2 separate regions of the Danio rerio genome follow, and region 2 is linked to region 1. A link is a contact called in public Micro-C data. All regions are on one chromosome and are shown on one strand. Each heading gives the region's core, a stretch centred on a gene start, on an enhancer-like site or on the middle of the called end of the contact. The rest is flanking DNA. Distances are from core to core; before and after follow the strand shown.

Region 1 (6,960 bases), core at 1,535-4,034:
ACAACACAAAGACAATGAGTAACTGATAAACAAGGGGGAACAGACACCTATGGCATTTAGCTATTGTTGTTCTCACTTTAATTAACACATCAGCTGACAGCATTACAGAATGTAAAAACACATCCCAGAAATAACACCAAAAGCACGTTTACACCAATTGTGACCGTTGATGTTGTGTATGAGTAGCCCACTGGGCCTGGGTGTACTGGGACAAACACACACTCTGTACTAAAACTGCTAGCAGCGGGCTATTAGCCTCTCCAGATAGTCAAACAATAGCTCCTACCAATTAAAATCAACCATTAAAACAGGCGTAAACAGCGCCACTTACCTCTATACAAAACGGAAAACTATCCCTCGCTGACTTTACCCCCTTTCCAAGGTACGGTTTTCGACGACAGAAGTAGAAAAGTATTGGGGAAGCGAGTGAACGTCAGCGGAGGCTTGTGTGAAACTGACAGTCACACACACAAACCCAACAGAGAGGCCCAGTGCTTTAGCCTCCCCGCTAACTGACGGAGATTTCGACGATTCCGCTTTAAATCTACGAGAATACTCACGCGACTTTCAGAATCACGCGTTAAACGGCACGGCGGACTAAACGTAGCGCGAGGACATTTTATTTAACGGTTATATATGACACGTATTCCTCGCCGTTTGCCCTCGGGTGCGAGTCCCCATTCCTGCCTATCCGCGGCGTCCATTAGAGCGCTGCTATGTGTGTGTATGTGTATGCGAACAGCACTGCTGCTACGCGAGCGCGCACACACGCACGCACGTTTCGACATTTTACGACATCCCCGTATCCTTGACGACTTGTCGAGATAACAACAATAACAACAACAACCCCGAAGGCCGTTGCAAATTAGATAGATAAACCCATTAATGATTATATTGTTTTATCGACGAATCTTGTGAATATGTACTGATATTTTATTATGTGTATGTGTTTTTTTTTTCTTGATCAATGTGATGTGTTGTATCAGAGAGTTGGTCGGCTCGCGCTCTCTAGTGGCAGAATGTGGTAACACTCACGTGTATTCATGAATATGAATGTAAACTGAAGGTACACTATCAGCTTGTTTGTTGATTTGTGTTGCTTTGTTATTTATATATAAACAATGTAAATGTTTGCATGAAAACAATTCAAGTTTATTTGTAAAGCAATATTTAATAATACGTACAAAAAACAATTAATGATACCTTTCAAAATAATTATCCTTCCAAAGCCGCTTTACAAAAAGTGCACTTTATGACATTACAGTCTAAATAAGAAAAGTTTTTAGTGTATAGGGTGGACAGTAGTTTACCTGCAGTTATACAGCATCGTCCTTTCCAAAAAGGTGATATCTATGTGTGCAACACATTTTCAATGAAGTGTAGCTTATTTGTAAACAAGGATATAAATAACTGACCATAATAACAACAACCGTATGTTTAAATCAATATTTTCATTTTTTTTTATAGTTTTCAGAAGTTAAAAGTGACAAATCCATTACAAATATAGTAATTTATGTGTTAATTTTATGTAGGCTATCAGCCCACAATCTAAACCGAGGGTTTTCCTACATATGGCCATCCTTGTACAAGGCGCCTTGTTTATACCTTTAAAAAATGACATTATAAAATGTATAAAACATAGTTTGGAATATATTTTTTTGGAATATTTTATATTTAAATTCTTGTAATGTTTAATGTTAAATTACACACATTTAAAGATATGGTGTTGATTTATTGATTATTTGATTTACTTCATGAATTGTTAATCTATTTTAGTCCTTTTTGTATTTGTTTTCTTTGATATTATTTATTTTAGATTTTACACTAGTGAAAACTGTTTACCAAAATCTCGTTCTAAAGTGTGCACTTCAGCAGATTAAGGCAGCATGTACTCAGCAAGTACTTTTCTTTTACAGCACACTGTTTCCTTAATTCCTTAATTAATTTCCTTAATTTGTATTTTAACTTTTTTAAAGTCACTTGCCTTAAAAGGCAGTTAAAAGTTTTAATTTGTCCCAAACTTAAATCAACAAACAAACAAATGTATAAATCTATGATTACTTTGAACTCTACCTTGGCTCCAACCCATATTTTTTTGAGGCGAACAGAAAGAATATACTTTTTTTTTTTTTTTTTTTTTTTTTGATCACCAGATGGCAATTTTCCCCTAAAATTTAAGTCAATGTCACGGTCAACTTTGTTTTTTTTTTTATTAAATAATATTTATACTCTGTAACTTTTCAAATTATTTGTGATTCACAGAATAAAGAGGCGTTGTTGCAGGCTTATTTTATTCACAATTCTTTTGCCAATTAAAATATTTCACATGTGGTATAAGAATGAGGTTTGTGTTTAACAATTATTTTACAATCATTTTTAGGTCTTGGGGTATTCATACGCAAGCCTTCCAACTTTCTCTGATGATGAGAACATTGATTTTTTTTATATGTCCTGTCTTTAGATAGCAATGGTTTTTGGAACAGTGTCAACATCATATTATACTTTATCCCTATTTTTTTTACAGTCTATGATCCCTAGCCTACTTGCAGTTACAACTTCAATCGTTCTCGGATGAATAAATGACGTTTATTACAGACAGAGCTACATGTGAAACCGGAGATGAGGGATGATTGATAAGCGCCGCCTCTCTTTTCATCCAATCGAACTCTAGTATTTCCCGAGCCAGTGACCAATCAGAGAACGCAGAGCGGTATTTGAATCACCAGCAGGCCTTTGTACTGTATACGCACGGCTTGTTATTAGTTGAGTTGGACGAGAAACGCCAAACAAAGCTAAACGGCATTTTAAATTTTTTTATTTAATTTAACCGAGGCATCACCAAAAAGAATATTCATCATGGAAATGCACGCTCTGGTGAGTATTTGGAGAAGAAAAGAGCGTTTGCGCGTAACCTCTTCGATGTGTAGCATCCAAACAGCGTTACTGTTGTTATCCTAGCATGCTAATGTTTGTATTGAAATGGCTTGTATGTAAACTTCTTGTTTTAAGTATATATGTTTTTAACACAGCGCAATGCAAGCAATCCCATTTACGTCGGTGCCAAAGGTGGACCAGTAAGCGGTGCAGTGAGAAGACCAGTGTTTGGCGAACTGTCTAATCTTTCCCACAAACCAGTTCAGACAAAGGTTCGTGTCTTTTATTTGGCACCAAGCAGCTTATGAACGTAAACAACAACGTGCTGCCACACTCCTTTGTTTCCTTTTTACAGAAGGTTGTACCTATGCAAAGTGTAAAACCCACTGGCCGGTCAGCTGTCGTGCACCCCAAAAGTGCCCAGGTCCAGCACGAGGCCCCAAAGCCTGCCGCTACTGTGCCTCCTGCTCAAGCTGATGTGAGCATGAAGGAAGAGGAACTGTGTCAAGCCTTTTCCAACAGCCTCTTTCCAGTAGACGACATCGACGAAGGAGATGCTGACATGCCTCAGTTGTGCTCTGAATATGTTAAGGACATTTATTCCTATCTGAGGCGCCTTGAGGTACATGAGGCTTTTTATTTATGTGGCACATTTTGTGAAAGTTCTTGCTTTCTACAGCTGTGCTTTGGTTGCAGGGTCAGCAGTCTGTCCGTCCCCGTTATATGGAAGGATATGATATCAATGGGAGAATGCGGGCTCTCCTGGTTGACTGGCTGATTCAGGTGCACTCAAGATTTCAGCTGCTGCAGGAGACCTTGTACATGACTGTTGCCATTCTTGATCGCTTCCTCCAGGTAAGAATCAGGTTTTGCTAAAGCTATATTTGGCTTTGTGGTTAAACCTTTTTTCCCCCTCTAGTAAAGTCTAGATGGATACAGTTGATGAGCACTTCAATATAGCATATTTGTAACGCAGTATAACAATAATTAATATTTTTATGGTACTATGACTGTAGGGGTGGTGAAGGTGTTAATAAAATACAATTTGTTGGTTTGTTTTAATAAACAACAAAAATAATACTCTGTACAACTACTGTTTTTACATTACTGTGACTGTAGGGGTAAATGTGAATAAATTAAGTGGGAAATTTAAGATATAATAAAAACATATATTCTTCGTCTGAAGGTGTATCTGATCTAAAAACAACCCTCCCCTTCCTCTAACTTGACCACATCCTTACCTCATCTGTTTGTGGATCCATAAATATATTGACTAGTCATTCCTTAAATCATTCCACTTTGGTGGAGATCAACACACCTACAGCAGTTTTTAGACCCGTTTAAGTCCTAGTTGGCCTTAACCAAGTGACTGTGCATGATGATTCTTGGATAACTGTCAACTATTTTGTTTTCTAGGCTAAAATCCATCCAGAATTTATCTTGTCACTTCTTTTTATTATTATTATTCTCACAGTTGTAAACGATTGCTCATTCTACACTATTTTTCATCACTTTTTTTTTCAGTTTATTTTTGTTTAAATTTTTCTCTGTGATCCTGTTATAAGTTTTAATTTACTTTGCAGCAATTTGTATTTTGAATTCAACATTCTGCTAATTCTCTAGCCACCTAATGGCCAGAAATACGAATTTTAGGTGGAAGCTGTTATAGCCCCCTATTTGTTCTCATCCCTAGGTTCAGCCTGTGACCCGTAGAAAACTTCAGCTGGTGGGTGTCACTGCCATGTTGATTGCTTGTAAATATGAAGAAATGTATGTGCCAATGGTTGGGGACTTCGCCTACATCGCTGATGATGCCTTCACAAAAGCTCAGATCCGTGAGATGGAGATGCTAATGCTCAGCGGGCTGAACTTTAAGCTTGGCCGTCCTCTGCCTCTGCACTTCTTACGGAGAGCTTCAAAGGCTGGGAATGTAAGTGCTGATTTTTGTGATCCCTGATGGAATTTGTGTGATCTTCAGAAGATAACGCTTGCCTTTTTTCCATCTGATTTCAAGGCGGATGCGGAGAAGCACACACTTGCTAAATATTTTCTTGAACTGACACTACTTGACTATGACATGGTCCACTACAACCCATCTGAGACTGCAGCTGCTGCTCTCTGCCTCTCTCAACTAGTGCTTGATGGACAGAAATGGGTAAATGTTTATTTATTTTTTCCTGCACATGACTTTCTTTATGAACTGTGAGTTTCAGTTGTAAACTTGAAATTAAACCATTTCATACTTTAAGTTTGCTCTACAAATAAGTGAAAGCTAAGCAAGGCATGTTTGGCTTTGAGCTTTAAGGTTTTTATGAAAATTTAATGTTACACTTGGCATTTTGTCATGGCCATAGTGTCATTATGCCTAAAGCATTCTCATTTTTTTTTGTCTTTCTGCAGCAAAATTATTATTATTTTTCAGCATAATGATCTGCTGGATGTAATTTAATACAAAGTTTCCTATACTATTTGACCAGTGAATGGTGGAAAATGCTACCTCTTACCTGGTTTTATTTAGACTCTTAATTGACTGTCTAATGGAAGTTGTATTTGAAGCAAAGCATCATGGATAAAAGATGGCTATTCGCCCCTTTACTATTGAATTTTTTTTTTTTTTCTTTCCCCCTCTTTCAGTCATCAACTCAGCAACACTACTCCACCTATGATGAGGCTCACCTTAAGCCCATCATGCAGCTTATTGCCAAAAATGTGGTTATGGTCAATGAAGGGCTCTCAAAGCATCTGGTAGGCACCATCTTATTATTATTATTATTTATTTATTTTTATTTTTTTTTAATTTGCTGGATATTCTGTTCATGATCATGTGTATGTACAGACGGTGAGGAAGAAATACGCAAGCAGCAGACTCATGAAGATCAGTCTGCTTCCACAGCTCAAGTCCTCACTGGTGAAGGATCTGGCCGCTCCTTTGATGCCCAGCTCTTGAGGTCTTTCGTGAGGGAACAGACACTAAACCTGCACTTTATTTTTATTTCAGCCATTGTGAGAGATGGACTGCTGCTTTTAAACTGATGTACATACTGTCTGTATAAATAAAACACTTTCTACTTTTTATGGAGATTACATTTTTAAGATTAGGGTCTAAATTGGCTTTTACGTTTTCATGAACTTGCAGGATCTGTATTTTGACCTGTTAAAGGAACTTGAATTCATTAAAATCCAAAGATTCAGTACTACTTTGTCCTGTGCTTGTGGGGTTCTTCCTTTTCTCTTAAAATATACTTTAAAGGAATTAATCAGGCAACTACTTGTCTTGCCAAATTATGCTTTATGAATGTCTACACCTACCTAAACTCAACCTCACAGTAACCTGTTGTGTTTTATTAATGTCTAGACCAGGGATGTCCAAGCTTGGTCCTGGAGGACTGGTGTCCTGAAAAGTTTAGCTCCAACCCTAATCAAACACACCTGAACCAGCTAATCAAGATCTTACTAGATCAGGGGTCACCAGTCTCGTTCCTGGAAGTCCGGTGCCTTGCAGGGTTTAGCTCCAACTTGCCTCAACACCTGCCTGGGTGTTTCAGGTATACCTAGTAAAGCTGCGGTCACATTAGAGTTTGAGTTTGCGATTTATTCTGTCATGTGGTGCTGCGAAAAAGGGTGGGATTAAACAGGATGATTAGACATTTTAAAAAGCGAGCGACTGCTCCATGTTTTAAATTTCTGTCCAGAAAGGTCATGTTTTGATCCTCAATTGGTCTCCATGCAGTCAAGTGATGCGATTCAAAGGTTAGAGTTCACCAAGCTTGAACTTTGCACCGCAGCAATGTGCGAAACTTGACGCATGACCCTGTGTTTCCGGTCTGACTCATTTGCGTGCGTATGAATGGAAGTCTATGGGAGGAAAAGCCACAGCTTAAGACCTTGATTAGCTTGTTCAACTGTGTTTGATTAGGGTTGGAGCTAAAATCTGCAGGACACCGGACCTCCAAGAACAAGTTTGGTGATCCCTGGTTTAGACCTACCCCAACCCTAAACCCAACCTCACAGTAGCCTGATGTGTTTTATTAATGTCTACACCACCTAAATCCAACCTACTTGTGGCATAAATCCCTCCCACTTGGA
Region 2 (6,960 bases), core at 1,857-4,356, 340 kb after region 1:
CGTTTTGCTGCAGTCTGCAGATAAGCCTGTCAGCCTTTATTCTTCAATAGCTTTCTTCCATAATTATACACTACCTGGCCAACAATCATTCAATGTGTTTAAGTCAACTGTGACTACCTAATTTTGATTAAGGTAAACATTTGTAATTGCATTGGTTTGACAACCTTATGGAGTGTCAGTTAATTTCCATCAAGAGTTTATTTTAATCATTCATTTTTGGCAGAGATCTTGAAATGATATTAGGAGCAGACCAAACCTGAAGAGAACCGGTTTACAAAATCAACTCCAGCACTTCTTAAAGACTTCTAGTTAGGTTCAGGTCAAGTGCTGTTCAATCCATGTGTCAAAAGAAGCATTCTGTCGCAGCTTAAGCCTGATGAATCTTTTATTAAGAAACTGCAGTCTGACAATGTTACATAAATTACATTATTATTATTATACATAATTATAATTACAGTACAATCATTGTAAAGTGAGCCAGTGACTGTTGTACCTGAGACAACACAGTGAGGTCGCCTTCAAAATTAGTTGGATTAATCCAATTTATTCAAGTGACTGTAGCTAGCAATAAACAGGAGTGGGACTCATGGGTTCTGGTCGTTCTTGTCACATTTTAACATGACTTTAACCCCAAGCCCCTGCCGAGTGGTCTCGAAAGCCTGTACAGCGTGTTCCAGTGGGAATCGGTGGGTGACCAGGGGCTTGACGTTCACCTTCTTAGACGCCAACATAGAAATGGCCACCGGCCAGCTGCAGCAACAATGAGGTATCATGAGTAAAAGTGTGCAAGAGAGTGAAATCTTATTTTGAAATATACATATTGTAATAAACTGATGTTGACAGTAATTCTACTCACGTGTTACAGTAGCGAAATACACCTCTGATGTCAACTTCTCTGACTGCAGCGTTGAGAAGCGGTACAGTGGCCATCTCAGCACCAAGACCAACCGACACCACCACTCCTCCAGAACGAGTAGCCTACACACAAACACCATCAGTGACACATAAAAATATCCAGACATCAAGGTACAGTGAAGCCAGTATGATTTCATAAAGTAAATAAACCAACATAGATGGCTGTCTGAATGCTGCTCTGCACTCCGGTGCACTCTATGCAGATTTGAGGCATGCATCCCAGCATTCCCTCCACTCTTTTAGCCAAGTCCTGTGGTGAATCCTCTTTCTTCACAGGAAGCAGGAAGTCTGCTCCAATCTCTTTTGCCTTGGCAAGCCGATCAGAGGACAAGTCTACAAATAGAAACATAAAGATCATATGTTGTATAGATGTGCAGTCTATCTCAATATAGTTCCCTTTTATATGTCCTGAATATAAACATTACCACTTATGATTACTTGTGAAGCACCCATGGCTTTGGCTGCCAACAGAGACACTAGTCCAATGGGTCCTGTGTTGATGAAAACAAACACCCTTTTTGTTTCCACAGACTGCTTAAACATTTTATCTGTCACGTTCCAGAGACAGTATTTGATAATAACGACACATGCTTTCAGTGATACAAGATTAGCATCAAGCATAGGTCAGTGGACAAGAAGTCAGAGGTCATTACACTGATTAACAAGTTAATGTGTAACGGTTGCATAAATACGTGCAATGATTAGAGCTGGCTGACCTGCACCACAGACAAACACCGAGCTTCCCAGAGTGACTCCTGCCCTCCTGCAGGCATGAATGCCCACTGACAGGGGCTCAATCAGGGCTCCTTCTTCATAAGTAACATTATCAGGAAGCCTGCGTGCACATAGCTTTAGAATTATTACACATACGATTCAAAACTAAGCTGTATCATTTATCCAGCTATGGTGATCTGACTTGTAGCAGAAGCTGGCGCTGTGTTTGTAGTATCTGCACAGGTTTCCGTCATCTGGAGGAGTGGCACAGAAGAATATGCTGGGGGAAAGATTGTAGTGTCCAGATTTGACAAACTCATCTACTTCACGAGGAACTCCAGGCTCAACTGCAACTCTGTCCCCTGGGCGCAAAAAATAGCCGCAATACTAGTTCCTCACATGAAAAATACTATAGTCATCATGTATACTAAGTACTATTATGTTTTTGAACAATACTATAGTAAAGTACTTGAATTAATCTGGTGTGGTAAATCTATAGTTGAAATGGCAATACAACATTTGTAGTGATAAAAACTAAAGGATTTTACAGTATTTATTCACTATAAGTAAAACTACAGTACACTGTAGCTGCAGGGTTCCACACAATTCCTTCACGTTGTCCCAACACAAACTGATTAGATTACTTAATTGTTTTGACAAATTTAAGTGAAATTAACGTAAAACAATTAAGTTGTCCACCTAAAAACTTGAGTATTGCGTTGTTTCAGCACAGTAGTTTGACCAAGCAGCAAAAAATAAATAAATAATAAATTGACTGTGCTGTAGCATTCATTATCAAAATGATGTAAAAAAGAAAAAAGATATACTATATACAGTACAACACACTTTAGTTTGGTTCAAACACACTAGTATTTACTATACACTACTACAGATGTAGTTTTTTTCTTATGTGGGTTGACTAACTGTTATAATGCTGCAAACTAAGCCAAAAACGAACCTGGTTTAAGGTGTGTGACAGCAGAGCCGACCTTCACCACTCGACCAGAGGCTTCATGTCCTAGAATCATGGGCTGTTTGACCACAAAGTCTCCAATGCGGCCGTTTTGCCAATAGTGCACGTCTGATCCACATATGCCCACAGAGTGCATCTGAAGCAACACGTCTGCAATAACAATAATAAATATACTGAAGTATTCCTTTTATTGCAATGCATTCGGTAATATTTCTTTGTGACATAAATACCATTTGGTCCTGGCTCCGGAATCGGACGCTGTTCCTATACAAAAAAATACAGAAAATCTGCAATTATTAACTAAAAGTGCATTCAGACATGCAAAATCAGCTAAACTCTTGAGGTGTCATACCAATCTCAGATCTCCTTTTGCGTGCAAGACCACGGAAAGGTTGTCTTTGTCCATTGTATTTTCTTATATACGCACAGAAAACAGAACTACTGCAAACGACTATTCAATGAGTTCTTATAGTGCCTGCCTGGCCCTTGCATGGATCATGCGCGCTTTCACTTACACACACTAGACTTTGGCCATCCCACTTCTTCCTGTTTATCAGCGGCTCATTCAAGAACATCAAAACTGCGCCTTGTGCAGTCAGGGAATAACAACCAGGAGTAAGTACGCTCTGCAAGCGTACATACAAAATAAAAAGCATGGACCGGTCATCCTTTTTAAGCATTATATATTCCAGCTATTTATTTTTATTTACATAACTACCCTTTTTTCATTGTCCCACCTAAGACCCACTCGGAGGACAATGTGCTATGCCGGAAGTTGTCTGTTACTATGACGACGTGTTTCGCTTTTATATTTATCCTACAGGTTTTCGGAAATATTGCGTGTCCACGTGAAGTAAAATACAATGGACGGATATGATATGGTACTAGAGTGTCTTAACAAACAACAGGAGAGTCTGAACATGAGTCACCGGGGTCTCGTTGTTTTGCCACCTGGAGTTTCGAGACTCGTTACCTTGAAAAAACTGTTTCTGAACAATAACCAGCTCATTTTGCCACCAGACGAGGTACTCAACAAATTTACTTGTATTACAAGGTAACATTGCTATTTGCAATGTGAATTCGTAGCACACTTCACTTTATTCAGTGCTGGGTTGCAGTAAACAGAATTATTAACCACATAAAAATTGTGTTTATAATTATTTATAGTACGTTTTTAAATGTTCACTACTACACTTACTTTGCATAACAAACTATTTACACTTTTTCAACCATTTTAATTATCTTTAATTATTATTTACCCTCAATGTTTTACTTTATCCTCTTAAGGCCCAAGGTGCTTATTTACATGCATTTTTTAATTTCTCTTTGCTATTATGCTTATTGGAACCTAATTAGAATAAAAATCATCTATCATCTTTTAAAAATGGTGTACTGTTAGAGAAAAATTATGTGCATATAATTTATGTGGACTCGTGGTCTGAATTTACATAAAACACTTTTTCCTGATTTTTTTTAATGCATAGATAACATTTTTTTTACTTGCTTTGACTATCAGACAGTAAAAATATTTTTTCCCCATTTTGTACAATTAAAAATAGTGTCTGGGACATTTCATATGCTGCAGTTGCAGGATGACACTGTATGTCTGTAACAAAATATAAAACATTCAAAGTATTTTAAATAGCTACTTTAGAGCTAAAATGTGCTGTCCACGTATGTGGCCACTCAAGACCTAGGAGGTTAAAAAATGGACGTCACATCGTTTAGCTTTGAATATTCACAATATAGAATGGCCATGAGTGTTAATTTATTTACAATCCATGCTTCTGAATTTGGGGACAAAACACCTCTCAATCAAATACTGTGTACTATAATTATGCAAACTACTAAACACAGCCAATGTATGTATTATAAATAGAGTTCATATTTCAATTTATCAAGTTCTAACATGTTATATCAATTAATGTTTATTTAATTTATGTAGATATCACACTGACATCTAGGACGACAAATAACATTTATTAAAGGGTGTTCAAGTATTTTTTAAAATAATGCTTTAATTTTAAATGTAGCTTATACATGATTTATGATAGCTCCCTGTGTATTTCTTCAGTTTGGGAACCAGACAATGTAATGTTTAATGCATTTCATAATTTCATGTTATGATTTCATGATATATCTCTTTTTTATTATGATAATCCCATGATAATCAATGTCATATTAGATCAAAGGTACTCTAAAAGCAGTCAAAATACATTACCTAAAATCATGTCATTCATAAAATGTTTTGTCATGTAATTTGTAGCGCAGAACCTAAATTTGTAATTCAACCAAGCACTGCATGTGATAATATCTAAAGTTATATTATAATGTACAGTAAGCAGAATTAATGTGTAAAACACTATTTGCTGCCCCTGTAAGATTCTGCACCTGGAAAAGCTTGAAGAACTGATACTGGACGGAAACCAGCTGACCATGCTTCCCAGCAACATAGGCTCACTGAAGCACCTGACTTATCTTGGTATAAACCACAACCCACTGTCAGTTCTCCCAGAGGCGCTGGGCGATCTGACAGAACTGAGAGAGCTCTGGGCTGTAGGCTGTGGTCTCATCTCCTTACCATCATCTATTGGAAAACTCAGTAAGTTACAAAAACTTGGGGTCCATAATAATATAATTACAAATCTACCATCACAATTTGGATCCCTCAGCAATTTGCAGTGGTTAAACTTGGCTGATAATAAACTTCAAGACCTTCCAGAAGATATTAATCACCTTCCGTCTCTGGTCTTCATAAACCTGGACAAGAACTGTTTTACAGACATCCCTACCGTATTAACAGGTTAGAAGCTTTTCCATGTATTGAAATGACTATTTAGTATTTGTTTAATCCTTGTTTCACCATGAAAAGAGTTTGTTTCAGGGTGCAATATGCAAACTTTAAATGATACCTTTGATATTCTACTTCACTGTTTTCAGACATGTATTGTCAATGTTTAAAAGACTAATAGTTACTATTTTACTTTGAGTAATCATTGCTTGTTAGCAACTGATTATTAATATTAAAAACATATTATTATTATTATTATTAGATACAAATCTATTTGGTGCAGATTTAGTGTTCTATCAGACCCATAGCCAGGGAGAGTTCGGGTGGTTTGAAAGACCCACCCCCACTGATAAAAGGTCCTGAATTTGTCCCAACCATGAGCTCATTTGTCTTATTTTGACTGCTATGCGGTAATAAATTGTAAAGGCATCAAAGAAGGCTTCCCATAAATGCAAAAAACAAAAAAAAAAAAAAAAAAAAAAAAAAACAGAATCTGACGTAAGTGAAGTCATCTTTCACCACAAGTGACTTTTATTTTGAATCTTGGACCTTATTCTTGAAAGAAAACAAAAGAAACATATAAAGGTTTAAAGCACCAAAAGCGACCCATATTAAAGTTATTTTAATACTAATTAGGCTATTTTTGTTATTCATGAACTTTCAAAATCTACTTTTTTTTTTTACAAAAGAGATTAGAAAAAATTGTGAAGCTCTACATTATTAATATTAATGTTTTATTTTTTTATTAAGAGATTAGAAAAATTGTGAAGCTCTACAATATTAATATTAATATGTTTTTTTTTAATTAAGAGATTAGAAAAATTGTGAAGCTCTACATTATTTATATTAATATGTTTTACTTTTTTATTATTCAAATGGCCAAATTCTGACTGAGGAAAGTTGAATGTGCTGGCCAGTTTGTTATTTGCCCAATAAATTACAATAGGCTTACAATAAGCAACAGTTTTTTTATTATTAATATAAAACTTTGACTCTTTTTTCCCTAATGATACATGATGTAATAAATGTTTTTTTTATAAAAATTTTTAAAACTTTATTTTAAATGTTTTGCTAATGGTTTGCTACAAAGTGTGGTGATGATGAACATCCGACAAGCTAACCCAGCTAAAATTAGTGCTTAAATAGTCACTAAAATGCAGCATTTAAACCTCATAATTGAATAGAAAATAAGGTGAATAACTCCAAAAAGATCTACTTATTGAGAAAAAAGAACCACTCTTTTCGCTAGGCTGGCTGCAGGCTGTTTATTCATTTTATGTTGTATATTTTTTTCAGACATGGCAAACCTACAAATCCTGTCTCTTAAATTTAACAGCATCAGAACACTAGAGGATTACTTAATCCCTGGTTTCAGCAGACTTACAAAACTTGACATCAGAGAAAATCCTTTAATGGACAGACCACCTCACTGGAAGGTAACTAATCATCAGAAACAACAAAATACATAAATAAACAACAAACATTTTATCTAAAGTGCTTAATTTTAATAATATCAACAATTACTTTGCTCTGTAACCTGTCAAATCAACTCTCTTCAAATGCAGGG

The links. A called contact is a pair of places that touch in the nucleus more often than the background predicts.
Region 2: a Micro-C map of caudal fin shows a contact between it and region 1, with 3 times the contacts expected there. The contact joins the promoter of sord here to the promoter of ccnb2 in region 1. A contact is called at or near these places in 4 of 18 Hi-C or Micro-C datasets (caudal fin, embryo, fibroblasts and 1 more) and 1 of 4 datasets of contacts at active chromatin or transcription factors (embryo).

What each region holds. Positions count from the first base shown.
Region 1 is chr7:30,589,950-30,596,909 of GRCz12tu, forward strand. It overlaps ccnb2 (cyclin B2), which reads left to right and starts at 2,785. Exons shown (of 8, transcript NM_199430.1): 1 at 2,785-2,874; 2 at 3,030-3,146; 3 at 3,230-3,496; 4 at 3,571-3,729; 5 at 4,568-4,804; 6 at 4,889-5,029; 7 at 5,509-5,619; 8 at 5,711-6,068. The coding sequence starts at 2,857. The coding sequence ends at 5,821. It also overlaps a transcript of rnf111 not described here.
Region 2 is chr7:30,925,187-30,932,146 of GRCz12tu, forward strand. sord (sorbitol dehydrogenase) reads right to left here and starts at 3,107. Exons shown (of 9, transcript NM_001172419.2): 1 at 2,955-3,107; 2 at 2,833-2,866; 3 at 2,588-2,752; 4 at 1,832-1,991; 5 at 1,632-1,750; 6 at 1,341-1,406; 7 at 1,070-1,248; 8 at 857-978; 9 at 368-750. The coding sequence starts at 3,008. The coding sequence ends at 585. All of the region lies in intron 8 of apba2b (amyloid beta (A4) precursor protein-binding, family A, member 2b), which reads left to right. It overlaps si:dkey-1h4.4, which reads left to right and starts at 3,373. Exons shown (of 4, transcript XM_021477858.3): 1 at 3,373-3,627; 2 at 4,985-5,405; 3 at 6,690-6,829; 4 at 6,959-6,960. The coding sequence starts at 3,466. It overlaps terb2 (telomere repeat binding bouquet formation protein 2), which reads right to left. Exons shown (of 7, transcript NM_001013468.1): 7 at 6,877-6,960.